Linked DNA regions of Mus musculus: all the other regions are linked to region 1. The links are chromatin contacts, called in public Hi-C and Micro-C maps. All regions are on one chromosome and are shown on one strand. The core of a region is the stretch at or near the end of the contact, and the rest is flanking DNA. Distances in the headings are between cores, read along the strand shown.

The links. Hi-C and Micro-C count contacts between places; a contact is called where the count stands out from the background.
Region 2: a contact with region 1 is called in a Hi-C map of epidermal suprabasal cells, with 3 times the contacts expected there. The contact joins two enhancer-like sites. A contact is called at or near these places in 1 of 15 datasets of contacts at CTCF or cohesin (the NIH/3T3 cell line) and 1 of 484 Hi-C or Micro-C datasets (epidermal suprabasal cells).
Region 3: a contact with region 1 is called in a Micro-C map of muscle stem cells, with 11 times the contacts expected there. The contact joins two enhancer-like sites. A contact is called at or near these places in 2 of 484 Hi-C or Micro-C datasets (muscle stem cells and tail fibroblasts).
Region 4: a Hi-C map of pancreatic cancer cells shows a contact between it and region 1, with 2.8 times the contacts expected there. The contact joins two enhancer-like sites. A contact is called at or near these places in 8 of 484 Hi-C or Micro-C datasets (the 4T1 cell line, adipose-derived mesenchymal stem cells, brown adipocytes and 5 more) and 2 of 9 other capture datasets (embryonic stem cells and embryonic tail).

Annotation. Positions count from the first base shown.
Region 1 is chr15:61,606,919-61,610,095 of GRCm38.p6, reverse strand. No RefSeq gene overlaps it. Among named protein-coding and RNA genes, the nearest start is that of D030024E09Rik, 170 kb to the left of the region's middle. Within about 2 kb of position 1,480, at least 78 of the 459 cell types and tissues checked have an H3K27ac peak or open chromatin away from gene starts, as enhancers often do. A contact at or near this core is called in brown adipocytes, embryonic fibroblasts, epidermal suprabasal cells and 3 more, where this site is marked.
Region 2 is chr15:61,911,903-61,915,454 of GRCm38.p6, reverse strand. No RefSeq gene overlaps it. Among named protein-coding and RNA genes, the nearest start is that of Myc, 72 kb to the left of the region's middle. Within about 2 kb of position 1,709, at least 27 of the 459 cell types and tissues checked have an H3K27ac peak or open chromatin away from gene starts, as enhancers often do. A contact at or near this core is called in epidermal suprabasal cells, where this site is marked.
Region 3 is chr15:61,239,940-61,243,337 of GRCm38.p6, reverse strand. No RefSeq gene overlaps it. Among named protein-coding and RNA genes, the nearest start is that of Gm29904, 47 kb to the left of the region's middle. Within about 2 kb of position 1,382, at least 51 of the 459 cell types and tissues checked have an H3K27ac peak or open chromatin away from gene starts, as enhancers often do. A contact at or near this core is called in muscle stem cells and tail fibroblasts, where this site is marked.
Region 4 is chr15:61,164,489-61,167,736 of GRCm38.p6, reverse strand. It overlaps Gm38563 (a long non-coding RNA gene), which reads right to left. Exons shown (of 3, transcript XR_875374.2): 3 at 774-2,303. Among named protein-coding and RNA genes, the nearest start is that of Gm38563, 9.0 kb to the right of the region's middle. Within about 2 kb of position 1,801, at least 18 of the 459 cell types and tissues checked have an H3K27ac peak or open chromatin away from gene starts, as enhancers often do. A contact at or near this core is called in brown adipocytes, embryonic fibroblasts and pancreatic cancer cells, where this site is marked.

The DNA of each region.
Region 1 (3,177 bases), core at 231-2,730:
CACATGCCCATGAGCAGATATATGTCATATTCATATATATATATATATGATGTATATGTGTATACAATAGGAAGGAATAGAGGGTGGGTTTTATGGTCCAGGCAGGAAGCTCCAGAACGCACTGTCTATGCTTGCTCATACTAGTGGCTAACCCTGGAATGCAGCACTCACCCATCTCGCCTCGGAAAAATGCTGTGTATGCTTCACAGCCCTACCCTGCGCAGCCCTACTCCCAGTTAGTACATTGCCTAAGCCCATGCACTTTTCTTTTCTTGCTCAGCGCAGTACCCAGGATGGTGCTTGCACATAGCAGAAACCCCACTCAGATTTCTCATCGACACACATACAGATAGCCAGTAGGTGTCAAATTCCAGAAAACTTGTTCCACTCCTTTGGTTAAGCCCCCCCCCCCCCATTCAAGAAATCACATTCTGCAGCAGTTACTAGCAGAACTGCCCCACCTGCGAAAGGAATGGGGTGGACCAGCCAGGGGAAGAACCAAGAGAATGTTTAACTAAATAAATGGTGGCATTGACTTGAAATTAATAATGGAAAATAACTGTAATTTGTGTTAATTTATAGAAACAAAGCACATTTTATAAGCAGAACCTGCCCCCGCCATATTGTTCATTGCTGTGTCCTTTACAATAGAAAACTCCTTGATTTTTCCATCCAATGACCATCAGAAACACCAGTGAATGAGGGAAGGAATAGCCAGTATAGAAAAAAACTGCTAAGTGTTTCAAATGTGTATATGTGTGTGAAAGTGAGAATGCGTGAGAGTGTGTATGTGTGTCTGAGTGCGTGTGTGTGTGTGTGTGTGTGTGAGAGAGAGAGAGAGAGAGAGAGAGAGAGAGAGTATGTGTGTGTGTGTATGTGTGTCTGAATGTGTGTGTATGTGTGGGTTAACATGCAAAGCAGAAACTTAATGCATACAGATGTTACTGACTCCAAACAGTAACACACAAGGCAAGTTTCCTTATCGTTTCCATTTTCAGATAGAGAAATTAAAATGGCAATCCCTAGACCAAGAAACAACCACATTTGACATTTCTGCACATCACACTACCTACAAAATACCTCATTTTGTTTTCATCAAATAGTCCAAGGTATGAGGGCTGGAGTTTAATCTTCTGTGCTTTGTGACACAGAAGTGATGAAGACCACTTCTTCTCTAAGAGACTATGAGATTTAATTAGGGAAGTGGTTATAAAAACATGTCGAAGTTCAAAAGTGCTTTTCCTTGTCAGGGCCCATGACTATATTTCCAAATAGGACAACCTAGCTTTTAAAGCCACTTGCCTGGAATGAGTCTGCAAATCCCTTAGAGAGAATGATAGGGAGAGTTAGTGCCTGATGCCTAACATGGCCCATATGGTTTTGCAGAGATTCCATAAGTAAAGAGGAGAGCAAGAAGTCTAGCTTGTTAGTGTTCGAGTGTGGGAACAGTACGAGTTTGCTCTGTGATGATTCTAACATTCAGGAATGTTGGCACCTTCTCTTCCTGACTTTGCATTAGGAAACCAGGGCGTGTTGAGTAACAGGATGTACGTTCATGCTGTTTTTGGTTTCTTTGGGGGTTCATTTTGGGAAATCTTCTTTCAAGATAGAGCTTCAATGTTAGACTCAGGAAAGCCCTTTAACCTCGGGGCTGCTGCCTCCAACGTGGACTAAAGGTCCTGGTGGAGTAAGAGTTGGATGCTGTTCCTCATGAGTTAGGAGTCATTGTTTGCAAATGTGCTCCCCAATGAAAAAGGATTAGGTCCTGGACAGTAGAGAACATTATGTTCATATTGCAAAATCTTGATATGATCTAGTAAGGGCTGATGGGGATTTGATAAGCCAATCTTCTTGGCTGAAAATGTCATCGCTGATCTCTATTTATTGCTATATCCCACCCCACATTTGTTCTTCACAATATAAGGCAAGACTTAGAGGAATCCCTTTGGCTCTGTCAGAATTACCATAGGGATGTGGGAAGACACCGAGGCTCCATGCCATAAATTAATTTTGATCATATGATATGTGACTTAGGTACCCTGTTGCAATTCTGCAGCTCAATGTCTTTCCTTTGAAAACTGGAACCATCCTTCATCTTCTTTTTCTTTTTCTTTTTTGTTAAAGAAAAAAAAAACTAGTTGGGAATTTAATGATTGTCATTACCTACTGACTTCCAGAGAAATTTAAAGAAATGTCCCTATGAGAGACAATCTTACATAGTGACTATGACACAAATTTCTATTCTGTATGTTTCCACAAAAGTTAGTTAACATTTTAAAAATCTTAGTTTCTTCCACTGAAAAGGATAGATAAAAATGGCAATGCCTAGTCCAGGCATTAAAAATTAAAGGCTGTGATCTCTGAGTTGAAGAACTTAGCACAAAACACTAGCACATTGTAAAATCAATAAATACTAGGTATGGCCATTATCTCCATTGTATGGCGAATGGTTAGAAAAGCATCATAAAATGTTATATGCATGAGGAAAGTATTATTATCTCTTAACATTTGCTCTTTTGTTGACCAAAAGGAATTTCAAGGCTTACAAATTATTCTTTGGGAAAATGAATTATTCACCAGGTTATTGGCCTCAGTACTTTTCATCTTCAGCAAGAAAAAGAATAATGAAGAATCTGCAGCTTTGACCTACCATATAGGCCACATCTAAAAAAGTTCAGCACAGCAAGTAACTGGCTGCAGTTTTTTTTTTCTTTTTTTTTCTAGTTCAGTGCTTTTCCCACAGATTAGGATCCATATGGAAGAGATGCCTGGGAAGTGAATTTCCATATAAGGAGCTTCTTACTAAGTTTCTTTCATAACTCTACATACATGTATATCCAGAAATAGGTATAAAACACTTGGGGAGATATAAAAAACAGGAGAAGTCACTTCTTCGGTGGAAAATAATATGTGATAATAAGATAAGCCATAATCGCCAGACAACTGGACTTTCTATTTTGTATGGCATTTTGACACCTGGGGAAGGAAGCTAACAGACAGAGCATCAGCGTCACCACTGTTGAGCTTTAAAGGATGTACGCAGAGCTTTCAAGTTCTTAGGGATACGTCTGAGAAGACGGTCAAGACTTTACACACTTCTCTGTCATGACTCTACACAGGATTCTCAGAAACATTGGAAGGAAAGAAAGGTAGTAGCACTCTAACTGAACAGGGACC
Region 2 (3,552 bases), core at 460-2,959, 310 kb before region 1:
TTTTTTTTTATTAGGTATTTAGCTCATTTACATTTCCAATGCTATACCAAAAGTCCCCCTTACCCACCCACCCCCACTCCCCTACCCACCCACTCCCCCCTTTTGGCCCTGGCGTTCCCCTGTACCGGGGCACACAAAGTCTGCGTGTCCAATGGGCCTCTCTTTCCAGTGATGGCCGACTAGGCCATCTTTTGATACATATGCAGCTAGAGTCAAGAGCTCAGGGGTACTGGTTAGTTCATAATGTTGTTCCACATATAGGGTTGAAGATCCCTTTAGCTCCTTGGGTACTTTCTCTAGCTCCTCCATTGGGAGCCCTGTGATCCATCCATTAGCTGACTGTGAGCATCCACTTCTGTGTTTGCTAGGCCCCGGCATAGTCTCACAAGAGACAGCTACATCTGGGTCCTTTCAGTAAAATCTTGCTAGTGTATGCAATGGTGTCAGCATTTGGAAGCTGATTATGGGGTGGATCCCTGGATATGGCAGTCTCTACATGGTCCATCCTTTAATCTCAGCTCCATACTTTGTTTCTGTAACTCCTTCCATGGGTGTTTTGTTCCCACTTCTAAGGAGGGGCATAGTGTCCACACTTCAGTCTTCATTTTTCTTGAGTTTCATGTGTTTAGGAAATTGTATCTTATATCGTGGGTATCCTAGGTTTTGGGCTAGTATCCACTTATCAGTGAGTACATATTGTGTGAGTTCCTTTGTGATTGTGTTACCTCACTCAGGATGATGCTCTCCAGGTCCATCCATTTGGCTAGGAATTTCATAAATTCATTCTTTTTAATAGCTGAGTAGTACTCCATTGTGTAGATGTACCACATTTTCTGTATCCATTCCTCTGTTGAGGGGCATCTGGGTTCTTTCCAGTTTCTGGCTATTATAAATAAGGCTGCTATGAACATAGTGGAGCATGTGTCCTTCTTACCAGTTGGGGCTTCTTCTGGATATATGCCCAGGAGAGGTATTGCTGGATCTTGAGGACCCATAAGCTTCTATTTTGAAACCTTAATGGAGGAGTGACAAGATGTCACCAAATTGTGCCAGGGGGACTATGCAGCTATCTGAAAAGAGTTTGGACTAGGTGGAAAGTGCCCCTTGGTACAGGTGCACTGTTAATGGAGGAGACACGGGTCATTACTCTCCATTTGTTCCGGAGCACCAGCTCAAGCATAGAGGCAAGTTTGTAGAGGCTAAGGTTGAATAGGTAGTGCCCATCCTTCTAATGGGAAAGGCCTAAGGCAAATGAGGAGCCTTTGTAAAGATTCTCAAAGGTGAAGGAGTCACACAGTTGAGAGTTCTCCCTGGAGTAAGTCAGAAGTCAGAGCAGGTTCAGCAAGACAGCCCTGGAGGGAGAGAGTGGGCTAGAAGGCTGCAGTAAAAATTCCACCATGATCTTCAGTTTGTTGAACTTCCTTTAGGGACATACCCCCAGAATGCACTGGAAAATTCAGGAGAGCTGCCACGGAACATAGCAGAAGCAAGTCCTAGAACCTTCTGCCGCTGCTTGGGCCAGCAACCTTTCCCTATATAGCTTCCAGCTGCTATTGGCAGCTGCTATATGAACTGGCTTCAGGCAAGTTCCCGGGCTAAAAGGTGTACCCTGGGTGTGGCAGACAAGCTTTCTTGTTAAGGCTCACCATTGTAGGTCATCTCATCTAGGCCTGCCACTGCTGAGTAATAATCAGGCTATAATCTGTCGGCAAGGAGCTCTTGCAACATGCTGTGCCCGTCTGCCAGGTAAACAGTCAGTGTGTATGCCCAGAGCAGTGCTTACGTCTGTCTTCCAGGGAAACCTCCCTCCCTACTGGCCTCCAGGCTGTGTGAGCCTCCACCCTGCCTCTCTGTCTTGTTCTCTGAGGCTGCCCAGTCGTTCCCTGGGAACCAGGTCAAGATCCCTTGCTGTCAGGTTTCATAAGGCATGAATCAGGGCCCTGCAAGGAGAAGGCGGGAGATGTGGGCCAAAGCCAGGCTGGAAGGTAGAGGGAATGATTGATCCAGTCAATAACTATTATCTATTAAGATAAGCATCTGCATATGATAAGCCATCTCTCTAGGGGAGAAGCTCAGGAAGCTAAAAAACCATAGTTTGGTCAAGAATTACTCAACTTTTTTTTGTTTTTTTTTTTTTTTTAATTAGGTATTTCGCTCATTTACATTTGCAATGCTATACCAAAAGTCCCCCATAGCCACCCACCCCCTCTCCCCTACCCACCCACTCCCCTTTTATGGCCCTGGCGTTCCCCTGTACTGGGGCATATAAAGTTTGCGTGTCCAATGGGCCTCTCTTTCCAGTGATGGCCGACTAGGCCATCTTTTGATGCATATGCAGCTAGAGTCAAGAGCTCCGGGGTACTGGTTAGTTCATAATGTTGTTCCACCTATAGGGTTGCAGATCCCTTTAGCTTCTTTGTTACTCAACTTTTTTAAGCCTTCAGTGGGGAATTGAATTTCACACAGGTATGAGCTTCATAATGGAAAAATGGCTGCCTCTTCTCTGCTTCTGTCTAGTGATTAGATTTAAAAAAAATTATGGCTTTATGTGTGGTCTCAGGATGTCTGAATTTTCCAAAGATTTACTTTCTGAATTGTTGAGAGCTCTCAAATGCTTCAGTCTCAAAGGCATGACAGGCATGACCTGAGTTTCTCTCCTATACTCATGTCCATTTGATTAAATAGACCCTTAGTGGTTACAATGAGTCCTGTGATTTCACAAGGGTAAGATGTGGGTCCCAGATGATAGTGGGTTCAGATGTAATACACAGAAACAGTGGGGTGTAATGCATTTAGGGGCCAGGAACAATTTCCCAAGGATGCAGCCATAACTGAGCCTAGAAGGGTACTTAGGAGTGGCTGTTCTATATTTAGTGATCAGGAGATTGGACTTATGCTATGTTCACTCTAAATGATGAATGCATTTGGAACATTTAGTCAAAAGTCTTTGCTAGCATCACAAGAGGACTTATTCCAGGCATCTTAGTATTTTTTCCCTGCTACCACTCCACTGATGGGCTCCATAGTTTGAACTCCTTATGAAGTGGATTATAGTGTGAACATTTGAGAGACTGTCATGGATGGTGACTCTGGAAAGCCAATGAAAGAGATCAGCATACTGAGGTAAGATGTTGAGCTACGTCTTTGTTACCACTTTTCCCTTTGAAAATTACCATATTCCTCCAGGGTAAGGTTGGTTCCTTACTCATCTCTCTGTCTTCAAGTGCCACCTATCTGAATGTTCCCTTCAGGTTTTTCATCATTTATTGAGTGTCTGCCAAGCAAGTATCAACAGATGACTAACACACAGTCTTGTGAGCGAGATGATCCGAGTGCATCTCGGTGAGTGCTAAGTTGGGAGAAGCAGACATTTGGGAACCCAAGGTCACTGTCTCTACACCCTGAATATATAGGAGAGTCAGTCACAGTGTGCTGACACAAGCAGAAGGGTTGTCCCAGTGAAAGGAACAGAGGGAGGGAAGAACAGTAAGAACGCTCTGTTAAGTTCTTAGGGTTTCAGCAATAAAGAACCACAATTGGAATGGCCAAAAT
Region 3 (3,398 bases), core at 133-2,632, 370 kb after region 1:
TCTTCTCTAGACCTCAGTGCCAGCCTTTTGAATATCTCTCCTACAAATCAGTTCCAAAGGCCCACCTAGCATGTCTCTAGCCAAGTTTATGAAAGTCATTTCTCTGCTACTTTTCCATATTATCTTCTTTTTTTAATCATTCTCATGAGATAGCTGATGGAAACAATGTACAGGCAAAAGATTTCATGAAATACTGTCCATCATGATGAAGAAGCTATGGTGCCTTGGGATATGTCTTTGGAGTTGGGAACCATAGTGCAATTTCCTCATATCACAATAGTTAGATGTGAACTGGAGAAAAGAATGTGAGTGGCCAGAGGGTAAGGGAGGAGTAGTAAGGTTTTACAAAGTTTGTAAAAGTAGGTTTGTATGTCATAAATACATTCAGGGAATCTGTTATATAACAATGCAGTTTGAGTTAATAACATTAAGTATTAAAAATTGTGAATAAAGTAAGTTTTCAATATTCTCAGTATATATGAGGTGATGCAGTGATATATATTAATCAGTTTACCACGTACTATGTACAATGTACATATACTAGTATACCATGCTGTCCAACACACACACACGTGTGTGTGTATATATATATATGTATGTATATGTATATATATATACACACATACATATATGTGTGTGTATTTATATGTGTTTGTATATATGTGTATATGTGTGTGTGTATTTGTGTGTATCATAAAATAAAACATTAAAATGTAAGGATGTACATGTTTAGTGAGAATAAACATAAGCTGCAGTGCTATTTACATTGATGATAAGAACATATGGGCACTGAGACAATGCACAGTAGCTGCTGAGCTATCAGCCCTACATCTCAGAAAAGAGGATGTAGGAAATGATGAAACTATACACACACAAGGAAGTCAGCTTCACAGTGTTTGTAGTTGACACAAAGGAAATAGTTAAAATCTCAAAAAGCAGACTGTAGACAGGGGGGAAATTGGGCAGGGAAAGAGCATTTACAAGATTGTTCATTGTGTTATAAACACAGGCAGACCAAATATCTCCAGGCACTCTTAGGTCATGTCTGAGATAAACATGAATGAGATCGTGAAATTTCAGCTGAATAAAGTGTAGCCGAGATCTTTCAAGATTGTTGAAATTGCATTCCCATGTCCTTTTTTAACTTCAAGCATGCCTATGTGCATCTGTCAGTCTGGGTCATTTTGAGTGTGATTCTGCAACTCTATTTAGAACAGGCAAAGAAAGCACAGAATTTGGATCTACAGAGGATGGACCTTGTTCTTCTTAGTACCTCTGCTGTCAAGGGAAGGAGACAATGACCTGTGTTCAATAGACTCATTTCCTCTTCCTCACAAGTCTACTGCGCCTCTTTGCCAGATCCATTTCACCATGGGATGAGTCCATATAAGTGACTGAATGTGGTCAGTGGAATGTGGGCAAGAAGTGATATGAGTAATTTCTAGTCTGGCCATGCCCAACATTCTTCAAATGACTTTTCAGGCTCCTATTTTTTTCTATCAGTGTCTTCCTTAGACAAAGACCTATTTCAGATCTCTGAGGCAACAGAAGACATTGGTACCATAAGGACAATAGAAGAAACTGGGTCTCTATACCTCCACTTGGACTGCCATTTCCCACACTGTTAATGGGAGAAATGTACTTTATAAGGTAAAAATTGGAACATGTGTGTGACTGGTTGCAGAAAGACTATATCCTGCTTCATACAGCACATGGTTTAAACTCTTGGAGCCTCAGTTTCACTATCCATGCTACAATTCATTGGCTCTCATAAGAACTGAATGTAAAGCATGTCTACATACACATGCATTATGTGTTTATTCTCATCTCTGTTCATTTTATGCTCACACGCCAACTTGGGCAAGGCTGCCTCTCTGCACACCTCCATAGGTTGCCATATAATTTTATGCATGGGTCAAGCACAATATGAATCATGGCTCTTGTGTTCCCCATCCCAGACACATGAGCAAATTTCAAAGAAAGAGCATAGTTACTTCTAAATAAATGTGACAGAAGCAATTGTTATCACTTTAATAAAAAGATTAACTAAAGCAACAATGATTTTAAAAGTGAAATAATTTATAGCTTTGCTATCATGGCTTGGTAATGTCCTTGTGTGTAAATACAAAGGATACTTAATCTCTTATTTAAATTGTCTGAATTACTCCTCTGTTCTGATAATAAAACAGCCCTTAGGTATCTTATTTGATATCAAGTAGACAAAGGAAAGTCTGATCAACATTCAACTTTAGTGCTTAGGCACATTTTATGTTGATTGGGACCTAAACTTCCCCAGCAACAATTGCTACCGAGTCAGTTTGCTCTTCAGATGCCCATGGCTGGAACTGAATGTGTACCAACTGGAACTGATTACTTGAAACTTGAACAGTTCGGGGTTTAATAGAGTTAATTTGGGTGTTCTAGCTACCACCAGGCTGTCTTTACTTTCAAAGTCATATAAGAGCCAGAATTTTAGGCAATGCAGGGGGGAGGCATTGTCACTATGCTCCGACAGTCTAAAAGGCACTCTGATGGGCTCTCACAGAAGATTTCAATCTTCAGGAAGAAACTGGTAGAAGCAAAGGAATGCATTTTTAGAAGGTGGCTTCCTGTAGTCATTTGCCTCCCATTTGTGTGAACATCTGAACAGAGAAAAAGAAAAATGACAACATTACTAGATTCTGGCATCTGGAAATTGTGAAGCATAGAGTTTTTACACTAATTTAATGCACATTCTCACATTACAGTCATGTTTAACAGTTACCCATGTGCCACTCAGAGAGATGCATTGTATGAAAAGAATTTTGGCAGCACAGACTCTTCAGGCTGTGGGCATAAGAAAGGAAACACTTGTGCAGACTACCAATTTAGCATTTATTCAGTTAACTTCCTGGAATGTGGGGATGGGAAGAGGATTTAGAGCCTAACTCATTCCAATCCTTTTTTCTAACATGTGAGGAAACTGAGTCTCAGACATGGGGAGTGACTCACAATACAGAAACAGATGTGACAAAGAGCAGCAGGGTCCCTGCAGGGCCCAGGATGCAAAGATACACGAAACACACTTGGATGAGCTTTTTATTTGCCTTCTAACAGTGGCCCCATTACTGTTTGTGCCCACACTAGACAAAGAACGAAAGCAGATGGTTATCTCAGATCATCACGATCTTTTTTTTTTTTACTTGATCAGGTGACAGCCTAGCAGAATGTGATTTTATCCTTCAGCCCCCAAGACCCAGTCAAAGCAGTAGCCTAGGATCATGTTTTACCTTTTCAATATCCTTTTTTTTTTCTACTGTCTTTCTAAATGTCTGTTTGATGAGTGAGTGAAAATCAGTGGCACGCAGAACGTGAAGGCATCTGGAGCGAAGACTCCAACTCCGTGTTTTTCTCACCTG
Region 4 (3,248 bases), core at 552-3,051, 440 kb after region 1:
TCAGGAAGCAGGAGCTGATGCAGAGGCCATGGACAGATGTTCTTTACTGGCTTGCCCAGCCTGCTCTCTTATAGAACCAAGACTACCAGCCCAGAGATGGTCCCACCCACAAGGGGCCTTTCCCCCTTGATCACTAATTGAGAAAATGCCTTAGTGTTGAATCTCATGGAGGCATTTCCTCAACTGAAGCTCCTTTCTCTGTGATACTCCAGCTGTGTCAAGTTGACACAAAACTAGCCAGTACAGTCACCATGCTTCCTGACATACTGATAATGAGCTAAATCTCTTAACTGGGAGCTATCTTTAATAAAATGGTTCCTTATAAGAGTTGCCATGATCAGGTGCAGGGTACAATCATACCAGGCTCCTGTCAGCAAGAGCTTCTTGGCATCAGCAATAGTGTTGGGGTTTGGTGTCTGCAGATGAGATGGATCCTTAGGTTGGGTGGTCTCTGGGTAGCCTTTCCTTCCTTCAGTCTCTGCTCTACTCTTTGTCCCTGCCTTTCCTTTAGACAGAAACAATTCTGGGGTAAATTTTTTGAGATGGGTGAGCTCGATACATCAACTGGGGGTTCTGCCTATTGATTCCCCAGCATAGTTGGACACTAGAGTGGTGAGGCGTGTGTGGGAGAGTGGGTGTTCGAGCACCCTCATAAGGGCAAAGGGGAGGGAGAATGGGATGGAGTGGGTTGGCAGGGTACTGGGAAGGGGGATATCATTTGAAATGTAAACAAATCAAGTGATTAATAAAAGAAAGAAGAAAAAGAGTTGCCCTGGTCAAGGAGTTTCTTCACAGCAATAGAAAGCCTAAGAGAATTTTCAAGTAAAAATAGTTTGGGGACATTCAATACAGACTTCATTCAAGTCAGGGTACACAGAAGCCACAAGAATACTGTTTAGAATCTTGGAGACCTGGAGCAAGAGAATGGCTTCCTGTATGGATAAAGTAGGCTTACTATTGATGATTCCTTCAGTGTATAGTAAGCCTCAAATCAAGGAAAGCATGGAACACATCCCTTAACCCCAGGCTTTCCTTCTCTCTGTTTTCACAGCCGAAGCACAGCAACTAGGGAACTGATGATGCCAAGCCTGCCAAGCAATAGCACTGGATGGAGAAGGATGGCAAGTGGCTCTAGAATGGCAATGAAAAATGCAGTACCCAGGAAATGAGCATAAAAACATTCAGAAATCAATGAACTGAATAGGTTTTTGTGAATTAGAGTCCATATGAGAACATATATATAGAGAGCAAGAAAGAGAGGAAAAGATTATGAACCTGGGACTTCTAGCTGAAGTCATGAGGATCGTTGTGGTACACTTGATTTAGGAGTGGTAAACATGGGAAACTAGATTCTTAAGGAGGTGTTCATGACTCAGAAGTATGTTGATATAAGATACATGTTGATTAAAGAGCACCCCAGTGCAAATGCCAGCTGGGCAGGTGAGTGAAACAAACCATATCTCAAGGACACGTGTAGGCTCCAGAAATGCATTTGAGAGTTGTCAGCACATGCATGGTGCCTAATGAGATGATAATGGCTACTAACTAGAGGGAGTGTGTAAGAAAAATCAAGAAGACAGCCTACCTCCTGCTTCTTCGATCAGTTGAGAAGTAGCTATTACGGAAATTCGAGGAAGAAGAAAACAGAAGGAACCCTTAGGCATGCAGGATGTCAGAAAGTCCTAAGGAAAGAACATTATTGAAGGAAGGGGTGGAACAATCATGAAGAATGCACAGCTGAAGCTGTGACTCTTCAGTAAGTGGGAAAGGGAGGAGGCCTGGTTAGAATGAGCTGTCCACCAACAAAAGTGATAACGAGTTACTGTGTTCCCTCTCTCACTAAATAAAAGAAAGTTAATGCTGACACGTTATGTCAGCAGTTCGCAACCTCTGTGTCATGACACCTTTGCAGGCAAAGGATCCTTACACGGGGGTGACCTAAGACCATCACATACATTTACATTACATTACAATTCGTAGCAATAGGAAAATTACAGTTTTAAAATAGCAACAAAATAACTTTATGGTTGGGGGTCACCACCACCCGAGGAACTGTATTAATGGGTTGCTACATTAGAAAGGCTGAGAACTACTAATTTAAGTTAAACTCATGTCTACAGATATGAATGCAGGTCTTGGATTCCACGGGCCATGTCTTTTCCTCATTGCTGAGTAATTTTCCAGTTCTGTGATTCATACTGCACGGAGTGTAGTTATACAGTAACTTTCCAGTGGGCCTCTCACCCCAGGGATTTGCCATGTCTGACCTTCTCTTAGGCAAAAGATGAAGAAAATTTCTCATCCTAAGGAGGGAAAGAAAAAAAAAAAAGAACATAACCTAAATGGCAAGATATTAATCTTGAGACCATTTACAGGGAGGTGTTAAGTGGCCCCGTTGGCATTAACAGCAGTAAGCTTCGAATATCACTTGTACAGCAAGCTGCTTAGCTCTGCAGATAGCAAGTCACAGCAGGCCTTCTTGGGTTGCAAATATAGTCACTCTGTTTGCCAATTAACTCTTTCCCACATTGTGTTTTATATAACCAGCCAGGAAGCTTTTGCTTCGACAGCAGAATCTGCTGGCAAATGGTACTGTCCTGGGAATTGAAGTGATGCGACAGTAGCCACGGCAGTGGTCAAAGGGGACAGGAGAAATCATGGAGAAACAGTCATTAGTGAGCCAGAGCCTCCTGAGGCTTGCTTTTCTCTGGAATAAGTGTCCATATCCTCTCAGCTTCCAATCAGGCAGGGTAATGGACAAGACATTGCTCCTTTATCTTGAGAAAATGTAGCATGTCCAAGTTATTATAAACAAGCTACAAGGAGATTCTGTGATTTCCCAACTACACTGTCTGCTGTCCTTTTGTGCATCTTGCTGTTTTTTAAAACAGATTTCAGGAGGAGCAGGTGGCTGGATCTGTGTCCTGACCCCTTAGTATGTGACACGAAGGCTCCATGACTTCCTGCTTCTTGTCCCTTCAGCCGAACTTGGCAGGACTGACCAGCCCTCCTCATAAACGACTGAGTCTGTCTCTTCCATTCTTCCCTCATTATGATTTCTCACTCTTCTGGGAAGGTCCCTCCCCCTTTCTTCAACTAAACATGTTGATGGGCTTCTCCAGACCTCTTAACTTGTTAGTTTAATTCTTCACTTAGAAGATGCTGTGTAAGTTATCATCACAAGCAAGTTAGCTGTTTCTTGAGGAGATGGGGTCTAACCAGAAGAAACATATCACCAGGGTGATAAG